2 separate regions of the Zea mays genome follow, and region 1 is linked to region 2. A link is a contact called in public Hi-C data. All regions are on one chromosome and are shown on one strand. Each heading gives the region's core, a stretch centred on a gene start, on an enhancer-like site or on the middle of the called end of the contact. The rest is flanking DNA. Distances are from core to core; before and after follow the strand shown.

Region 1 (4,867 bases), core at 1,936-4,435, 340 kb after region 2:
CCTGAGCAGCAGTCGGTTGGTGAAGGAAAGTGTCCCTTGACCCATCTATGTCCTACTCATTCTTATAATTCATTCCCCGCATTTACACAGTTTATACCTAAGGATTGACTAGCTTTTGTTTATCTTGTCCTTGTTTGCCTATTTTGGTTGGGTTATTTCAGTTTAGCTATATGCTAGTGCTTCACATTAATCAATGAACATGATGAGATTATCTATGATACGTTGTTTTCCCTTTTGATTATGATGATGGTACTTGTGGCCCTTAAGGGGACTTGAGCTGTTTCTCGAGTGCCTCTCCGTAAGGTCCTGTTCGTTGGATGACCGCCCGGGAAAACAGTGCAACCATGAGGGTGGAGTGGGACGCCCTTAGCTGAGTAATTAGAGGAACTGGGGTGTAATTCGCTTCGCCGACGTGCCATTAATAGGGCTCGGTGTATGCGGCTCGCTCTGCCAAGGTTGGTTCGCCCCTTGGGGAGGAGTGCGGTGCATTTAGGAAACCTAACGGGTGGCTACAACCCCAGGGAATCTTTGTGAAGGCTACGTAGTGAGACCCTGCCTATTCATCTTGGTAGTGTTTAAGGGTTTGATCGGCCCAAGGCAAGAGGGAATCACGACTTGTGGGTAAAGTGCGCAACCTCTGCAGAGTGTTATGAAACTGATATATCAGCCGTGCTCGCGGTTATTAGCGGCCAAGGGAGCTCCATTGATTAGAGATACTTGATCAGAGATGTATGGTTTACAGGTGGTGATGAGGATGATGATTTTGATTATACCTATGGTATTGGTAAGTGGTATTCTTTCTATTTGGAAAGGGTACATCGGGTTAATAACTTGGGTTAATACTAAAACCTGGCTTTCTACTAGTAAATAATAACCTGACCAACTAAAAGCAACTGCTTGACTTAACTCCACATAAAGCTAGTCCACTACAGCCAGACGGGACATTTTGCTGAGTATGTTGATGTGTACTCACCCTTGCTTTACGCACCAAACCCCCCAGGTTGTTCGTGTTGCAACCACTGCTCAAGTGAAGATGAAGTCGTGGAGGAGGACTTCTAGGAGTTTCAAGAGTACGATGAGTTCTAGGCGTGGGTTAGCGGTAAACCCCCAGTCGGCTGCCTATGTAGGCCGTGTGTATCTACGTTTCTTTTCCGCACTTTGATTATTGTTAAAGACTATGTGGATGTCTTGGACATCATGATGTAATTGACTACTATTACCCTTTTATGCTATTATTTGAGCATTGTGTGATGATGTCTAGTTATGTAACTGTTGTGTATGTGAATTGCTGATCCTGACATATACATGGTTCGCATTTGGTTTGCCTTCTAAAACCGGGTGTGACAATAGTGGAAGTCTTACAAAACAAATGATAAATATAAAACAAACTAATTATTATTTTCCTGACGCCACAAAGCTGACTGGGAGACGCCACCTAGATCAAGTCGTAAGCTTCACTGTTGGGAGGCTCCTCTTCGACCACATGTTCTTCTCCTATGGGGGGTGTGAGACAGCAAGGGTGAGCTCATATATGTTCATCGCTCAACAAGTTGTGGGGAATAATGTACATGAACTCGCCAAAGGTGGGAGTTCATGTGAAGTGTAAGGCTAATCAACAAAATAAAGGTTGAAGCTGAGCATTGCTTTTATAAGTTGATCAAAATTTTATTAGCAATTACTAAGTGTAAGTAAATATCAAACCTTAGTAATAATAAGTAAAAGTAATAATAAAATAATCCCAATATGATGCAAATGACAAATTGAATTTAATTTCATAAATTAATCATGTGAGTGTCCGAGCTACTCATGACCGTGAGCACGGCTAGTATACCAGTTTTACACTCTGTAGAGGTTGCACATCTTTACCCATAAATTGTGTTACCCATTTGCCACGGGGTTGATCGGAACCCATGCACCTCTACCAAGGAAGCGAGGCAGGGTACCACTACGAGGCCTTTACAAAGTTCCACTAGCTTCAGAAAACCCGCTAAAGTTTATAGGAAGCTCCAGTGCAGGGATCCCTCGCCTGACCGTCATCACAGCAAAATCAACTCAAGGACCTCCCTACACTGACCACTCCCCTACTGCCCTTGCCCCTATCGGGTAAAGTAGTCATCCACTAGCTTTCCTAGTTAATCAGCCAAGGGCATCCCATACCACCCTTGTGGTAGCACTGTTTTCCCGGGTGGTTATCCATGTTCCCATTAACATAATGATATTATCATGAACAGTAAATAATAAACTGACAATAAAAGTGTGAACATGAGTAATGTATATCTCCATACCCAAAACCACATAAAGCAATAACATGTACTAACCAAAAATTCAGTGGTAAAACAAGGTATAAAGATAACCAAACGTGGGTAACCTACTTGGTCCCATCAAAATTAACCTATGCAGATCATTATGATTAATAAGAACATGACTCAGTAAAAAGGAAGTGATCAAGGGCACAACTTGCCTTCAACAAGCTCCTGCTCAGCAGTCTCCACCTACTGAATCCCTAGATCCTCTGTGGCTTGCTCGTCTACTCGCATCAGTACAAGCATACATAGTATAGCAAAAATTAACATCACACCAAATAATAGAACATAATACATGATAATATTCTATGATGCGTAACGAGATTGTAGAAACAAGAATCACTAAATTTGAAGTTATAGTTATTTAGTTATGAATTTCTGAAGTTGTTTAGTACTTAGAATAGATTAATTCAAATGAATAATTTTAATTCAAGTTTCATGGCTAAACAGAGGTACTAAGTGGTGAAGAACATTGAAATGAAATTAATGCCACTGGAATGAATCAATTTGGAGCTAAAATAAATTTTATATAAATTATACAAGTTTCTGGAATTATTTTTGTATTAAAAATCAATTTCTATAATTATTTCACTATTTTCTCTGGTTTCTAGATTGGGCGCACAAATACCTAAAAGGCCAGGGACTTTCTCGAAAGATTTCCCTAGACACAGAGAACCCCGAGGATGGACCGCGGGTTGGTTTTCTAAAACCCAGGGTCTTTTATGTAAGACTGTTCGGCTGAAGGGGCATCATGTGATTTGAGCCATCGGATCAATAGCCGATGGCCTAGATTAGATTCTGCTTTATAAATCAACCGGTACACTATGGTAGTCGTCGGATCCCGATCCAACGCTCCAGATCTAAAACGCCTACACTGGTTTACTACCGGCCGATTGAAATCGAACGGCGCTCAATTACTCGACCGAAGTGGTACGCTCTGGTTCAATCGAGGCCACACGCGCGCGGATCAACGGCTGAGGGCGATCCGCCCCAACCCGGCCGGATTCCAGTGGCAGAATAGAAGCTCCGCGGCGGCGCGGCTCGCCGGAGCGCGGGGAAAGGTCATTTAGGTGGTTGAAGTGCTAGTCTGACAGGAGATTTACGTATACCAAATGGTGACGAACTCGATGGAAAGGATTTTACTGAGTGTCTAGGCGAAATCGGAGTAGTCCTCGCAGAGTCGCGGCACGGCGGTGGCGCTGGGAAGTCGGCGTCAAATTCCACCTGCTAAGGTTGCACCGGTTGCCCGCTAGCGGTGCACACACCTAATTAAGAGCAATCCACGAATGCATCCGAGAATGTGTTTTCGTATCAGAAAGCAAAAATAATAGTTCTGGTGGCAGTAACCGGTTCCGTGCATGGGAATTTGAGGAGTATTCATCAGTAAGGCGCAGAGACAAGCAATGGATTCCTTTGGAAAAACAGAGAGGAAGAGAGGTGGGAGGAGTAGCGCCGCCGGCGAGAACGCGGCCGCTGCGTGTGTTTTTCCTTTCTTTTTAAGTCTATCTGTCTCGTACAGACTTCCGTCTACTTATTTCCTGGGTTCAGCCCATACACCCGACACTGCGCAGCCCATTACACGGCCCACTCCGGACCGGACACTCTCACATTCTTGCGCCTCATACGTGTCTCTCGCGTCTCTCGCTGGTTGCCGTCTTTGTGCTCCAAGGTCACCGGCTGAACCTGCGCTTGCACTTGCTTGCTTCCCTTCTCTTGTAGTGTGTTGCTGACAATGACTAAATTGTACTTTGTACATCTTAATCACCTTATTCCTCGTTACACGAGAAATAAGTCAGATCATCTTCTACATTGAGATCCAGCATTGGTACCTGCTCTTCAAGGTCGGATGACTCGGCGCCGGTACTGACATGTGCCTCCGTCAGCTCCAACTCACTTCTGAAGGAATTGTCCCTACGCTTACAAAAATCCAGAGTTAAAGCAAGAGTTAGATCATCTTATGATTGGAGGTAGGAGTTACCTTTCACAAAGATATTGTACCGTCTCCACGATTAAAGAGAGAAGGACGACTAATCCCGCAATTGACAGCGTGCCCACCACAATCCACGCAACCGGCCAATCCGGCGTGGCAGCTGACGGTGGCGGCGGAACGGAGCCACTCTGACATTTGTCATCCTCCTGTACAACAATGACTCCTCCACATGTGCGGTACCAATGCCACATATCTTCTACTGATCGTGAAGACTCTATAAACTCAAAGTCCTCGGCAACCAAACATAAACATTGCTTGTCCACAATGTTTAGTATGAGGCTACAGCAAACTTGATCGAGAATTTCTGTGGTGCATTCGGTGTTCAGGGAGATAATTGCATATTTGGGATTCCAAACATTGCGCTTCGCACAAATGCCATTTAAAAGATTTTCTTCGTAAAAAAGGGACTATAAATATATTCTAATTGATTATACTACCATTTAATATGTATTATACCTTTTTATAATTTGTTTCCATGTATTTATCATCTAAGTGTCAAAATTACCCCTACCTCTCCTTGGGTATCTTCGTGAGATCTCTCTCCTGGAAACTCTGCGTTCCTGTTGCCTTCCTC
Region 2 (5,384 bases), core at 2,026-4,525:
TGTTAGCATGGTGGGTGAGGAAGGTGGTGCTGACGGGGCTACCCCACCTGCCAGCCGCGGAGTGCACGCGCGCGCAACAACGCGGAGACTGCCCGTGGGCCGCACCTGTCAGATGCCGAGTGGGTGCGATCGGTGTGTGCTGCACGGGTGTTGGGCCGCGCGCAAGGTTAACGGGTCGCACGTGTGTGGAGAAAGGAGAGGTGGGCCGAGGAGAGGAAGAATTGGCCCAAGCACAGAGACGAGTTTCTCCTTTTATTTTCTTCTTTTCTATTTTCTTTTCAAATTCCAAATTTAAAGATTCAAACTAAATTTTAAATTCCTGTTTTAAATTTTAGATTTTCAAATATTAAATACCATCCTAATGTGAATATAACTCCCACTGTTTGCATTTATATTATTTATCTTTCTTCCTATTATTTAATTATGGAGAGGGTAATTGACTATTAAAATTCCTTTCTTTTTACTCATTTTCTGTTTTCTATTCTCATTTGAATTTAACTTATGATTCCTTTGTTTTGATAGAAGACACTTTCAAATGTCTAAATCTTTTTCAAGATATGATTTAGTTAACATTATGACCATTTACTTTAGAAAGGGGTGAATTCTAAAGTTTATTATTTATCAAGGGTACTTTATTTTGATTATTTTTTCTAACTGATTTCCTTATATCACATGCTTAGGATTTTAGGTGTTACAAATTCTACCCCCTTAAAAATAATATCGTCCTCGAGATTAGTAAGAAAAGGATGTATCCCTAGCTTGTCTCAAAACATATGCACAATCAAGAACCTCAGCATGATGCATAACGTATTATTAAAACATAGGGTCAAATAGACCTTATTACTATTCCTAAAATAATAAAGTATTAGCTACTACCTACGATATTATTTAGGTCTTACAAATACTACTCTAAATATATATATATACACTAATCTTGTTGCTCATTCCCCTCTTCACTGGCTTCTTCACCATCAACCAACACCTCTTCCGGGTTTTTGGGTTCTTCGGGATCAGTTTCTGCTTCCACATGGTTGACCTGACCCCGATTGATGGTAAGGCCTGACTCTTGCCTCCTGAGGCCTGACCTTGCTTCATTGGAGCTAGAGTTGTATAAGCGGCCCTATTGGGACAGTAGTTGGCAAAATGTCTAGCCTGCCCACACTTGAAGCATGACCTGTTTGTGGATGCATTAGGAGCAACAGGCCCCGCTGAAGTGTTTGCTTGAGGAGTAGCTTGGGTTTGTTGAGTCTGTTGCCCGGAACTGCCACGGGCTGGTGTACTTTGAGGTGTAGTATAATAGGGACGAGTACCACCCCTAGCCTGTCCTTGGTTAGTAGCCCTTCTTTTCTCTCCTAGCTCAACTCGTCTGTGTTCCAGAGCTATAACCTTATCTAGCAGTGTCTGGAAGGACGGGAATGTGTCAAACATTAGTTGGTATTGGAGTGGCCCGATCAATCCTTCTAGAAATAACTCCTACTTCTTCTCATCATCATCAACTTCTCTGGGAGCATATCAGGATAGCTGGATGAATTTGTCTCTATATTCGCTTCCTGACATGCCTCCCTGTTTAAGGGATAGAAACTCCTTCTTGATCTTTATAAGACCAGCAGGAATATGGTAATTCCTCAAAGGAGTGGAGAATTCTGCCCAGGTAATGGTATTAGCAGCAGCATGTGCTGCGCAGTATGCATCCCGCCAATCTGCAGCGGGGCCAGTGAGGCGACCCGATGCATAGAGTACTTTCTCCCTGTCAGGGCACTAGGCTATGCTGAGCACCTTTTCCACGGACTTTAACTAGCTGTCAGCTTGTAGTGGGTCCGAGGAGTTAGAGAATGTAGGCGGCTTATGACTCATAAACTACGGGTGCTTATCCCTGGGTGGAGCTGCTGGTGGTGGAGGTGGTAGTTTGTCACACCCGGGTTCTAGGGGGTCCAAAACCCGGGCGTGAGATAATCATCAAGTGTGCTAGGATCAAATCTCACATATATGATGACACATGGTACAGAAACAAATGTCACAACATTAATATATAATGGAGTTCTGTACAAAATAATTAAATAATTACATCAGGAGACGAGGCAGGTACCACTACGAGGCCTTTACAAAGTTCCACTAGCTTTCGCAAACCCGCTACGGTTTCTAAGAAGGGCAATATAGGAATCCCTCGTCCGAAAAGCCATCACAGCATGATCGACCCGAGAACCTCCCTATACGCAGCTCCTCTACCACCCTTGCCCCTTTCAGGTAAGGTATTCCACTAACTTTCCTAATTAGTCAGCCAAAGACGTCCCATACCACCCTTGTGGTAGCACTGTTTTCCCGGGTGGTCGCTCCATGTTCCAATTAACATAATGATCTTATCATGAACAATAATTAAAACAATAACAAAATTGAAACATGATCATAATATAACATTAATTTTCCAAAACCAGGTAGAGCAATAGCAAATCTACCCAATAGTTCTTTTGTTTGCAAAGAGTGGGATAAACAATATTAGGGATACCTATTAGGTCCCATCATATTAACCTAAGCATGTCACAATGATTAACAGAAACATTATTAGGTAGAGAAAAGTGATCAAGGGCACAACTTGCCTGAGACTCGAGATTCCCAAGTACCAACTTGGTCTTCAAGTGACTCGTAACCTCGCTGTTATTCGTAGCAATACAAACAAACATGATATAGGCAAAATTAACATCACACCAAATATAACACAAACTACCTAATAATGTTCTACGCATCGTAACGAGATCGTAGGTTCGAGAACCACTAAATTCGGAGTTATGGTTGAAAAGCTATGGTTTTCTGAAGATTTAGGTGTTTAATATACTTAAGTGCATAACTTTTAATCTATGTTTATGACAAAACAATGTTACCAGATGATAAACAATATTAATATGAATTTAACGCAACTGGAATGGATCAAAACGGAGTTAAAATGAATTAGTTATGGATTTATTAAGTTTCTCTATATTATTCTCTCATTTAAACCATTTTCCAGATTTTTTTAGAGAAATATTACTTTCCTAGACTGCGGGTCTAAAAACTAGGGAATACAGGGTCCATAATGCAAATTTTAGGGCTCACACGTAATGATAATAATACCAGAGTGGACGGTTATTTCGCTAAAAACAGAGGGTCTCTTGTGTAAAAAGACATGGCTGAAGGGGGATTACCGGATCTGCACCATCTGATTCCCAATGGGTGGTCCAAATTAAAACAGCCTTCATCTGAACTGGTATGGAATAGGGGCCACACGATCTAAGATCGACGGTGCGGATCAAATCGTGAAGGGGGTATGCTATCTCGGCTGTTGGATCCTGATCTATCGACACGGGTGAAACAAGCGAACGGGGATGACGGGTTTTAATCCCAGCCGCATGCTCAGCATCTAACGACGCACACTCCCTCACCCCCCCCCCCCCCACCCCAATTCCCCCTGCCTAGGCATGGTAGAGCAGAAGCTCTACGGCGGCGCACCGCCGGCGCGCGGCGCCACCTAACGCCCAACACACCACGCCATCGACACTAGGCACGATAGATAGAGGTGAAAGCAATGAACTCGAGAAGCCCAAGCTCACCGGAGATAATGCCGCGAAGATGCCTGTCCACGGCACCATGCGGTCCTGATGCGTTCTTGAACTCCAACGACGAACTTACCATTCTCCAGTCGCAAATCCTGCGCGACGAGGCCAGGAGCACCCTGCATGAGCCACGACGAAGATTCTGGGAGGATTTGGGTCCGCCCGACAGTGCTAACCGAGGTTCTCCCCACCACCCATCACGGCGTGCGCGCACACCCGACTAGAACTTCGCCGACGGCTTCCACTTGGCGCGAGCATTCACCGGATCTGTGTACCACTGTGTATCCTTCTCTCTTTCTCTCTGGGGTACCCTGTAGCCGTTCATGATGGTGGTCACGGGATTCAGAGGTGGTGGAGTGGCGGACCCTCTTCCTCCCCGCACTATGTCTCGGTTGAATTGATGCAAGCACATGACGAGCGACCGTGGGGCCTCCTATATATTCTCGGCGAGGGCAACGCAAGGCTTCGGATGACAGTTTATTACGGTTTGTTAGAGCCCGCGACGAACTCGGCGCGGATCCAAACAACCTGACGACTTCGGGATTTCTTTGCAACAACCCAAGTTGGAAGACGCTCCCGCCATCCCGAGCCCATATGGCAGCTGGTAGCAACAAGTGCACACATACATAGTGTTTGTCTGCCCCATGGGTCCCACTGGACAGCCATAGGCACGGGCCACGCGCACAGATGGGCTTGCAGCAGCGAGAGAGGCCTGACGTGTGGGCCCCGCACGTAAGTGAGTCCGGATGAGTGAGTGGAGATAGAAATGGGCCGACCAGGGAAAATTGGCCCACGGTGGAGGGAGGGGAAATGTGGCCCGTGAGTTGAAGTGAGGTTTCCCTTTTTTATTTTCTATTTGAATTTGATTTTAAATTTGTTTGTGAGCATTATTCACAAACTCAGTGCACAATTAAAAGTACTGGCATAAAGAATTATGATTATTGATTTATATTTTTCTTTATAATGTATTTTTCCTTTTCTTCTTTTTTCTCTCTTTCATTTTTTATTTTTGAATTCTATTTTTTAAAACTTGTCTCATGACTTAGAATACAAATGAAAAAATTACAAGAACCCAACATGGAATGCACATTTTTGTATTTATTTATTTGTCATTTTACTAAATTAATACCATGAATTGAATATGCACAAAGATAAGGAGATTAAGATGTTCCCAAAACTCTAGCATATAAGTATATTTATTTATTTATCCTATCATTTTTCTATTATACAGATTTTGGGCTTTACACGAGATCCTTAATTAGCATAGCAGCTACTCGACTTAGTATTCTAGTATTCATCTCAAAAAGGAAACTAAGTTCATGCATCTAGTGCTTCAAGCAACTCCTACACTTAAGTACACAATACAAGCCTGTAAATAGAGTTGCCGTAAAATAACATATAACAGGTCATGCATAAAACTGGGCCTTGCCTTTTAGCGTGGAGTTTTGGGGAAGATCCTTAGCAACGGGTTCCTGGACTGTGTCTTGACCATCTCCCTAGGCTCCTCCTTATTGCTCGGGAATCAGGACGTACTCCCCGTTGGCAAGATTACAGTTTAACGAATACAATGTATGAATTTATTGACGTAGTACAAGAGAATGCTTATGAGGATGCAATTCTGAAAGTACACTCCTTGACATAAGTGTTGAGTGATGCTTTTCCCTTTTGATTTAATTTGGTTACTTATCTCCTTTACTTAGTTTGGTTATGCTCTTATGAGTTCAAGGTGATTATGGCTTACTTATTAACCCAATGGTTGAGTAGGGTACTTGCTTAAGTGTGGTACAATTAGGACTTACA

The links. A called contact is a pair of places that touch in the nucleus more often than the background predicts.
Region 1: a contact with region 2 is called in a Hi-C map of bundle sheath, with 4 times the contacts expected there. The contact joins two enhancer-like sites. A contact is called at or near these places in 3 of 25 Hi-C or Micro-C datasets (bundle sheath, leaf and leaf mesophyll).

Annotation. Positions count from the first base shown.
Region 1 is chr7:118,752,901-118,757,767 of Zm-B73-REFERENCE-NAM-5.0, forward strand. No RefSeq gene overlaps it. Among protein-coding and RNA genes, the nearest start is that of LOC103632745, 62 kb to the right of the region's middle. Within about 2 kb of position 3,186, at least 17 of the 20 cell types and tissues checked have an H3K27ac peak or open chromatin away from gene starts, as enhancers often do. A contact at or near this core is called in bundle sheath, leaf and leaf mesophyll, where this site is marked.
Region 2 is chr7:118,414,801-118,420,184 of Zm-B73-REFERENCE-NAM-5.0, forward strand. No RefSeq gene overlaps it. Among protein-coding and RNA genes, the nearest start is that of LOC100500963, 56 kb to the left of the region's middle. Within about 2 kb of position 3,276, at least 17 of the 20 cell types and tissues checked have an H3K27ac peak or open chromatin away from gene starts, as enhancers often do. A contact at or near this core is called in bundle sheath, leaf and leaf mesophyll, where this site is marked.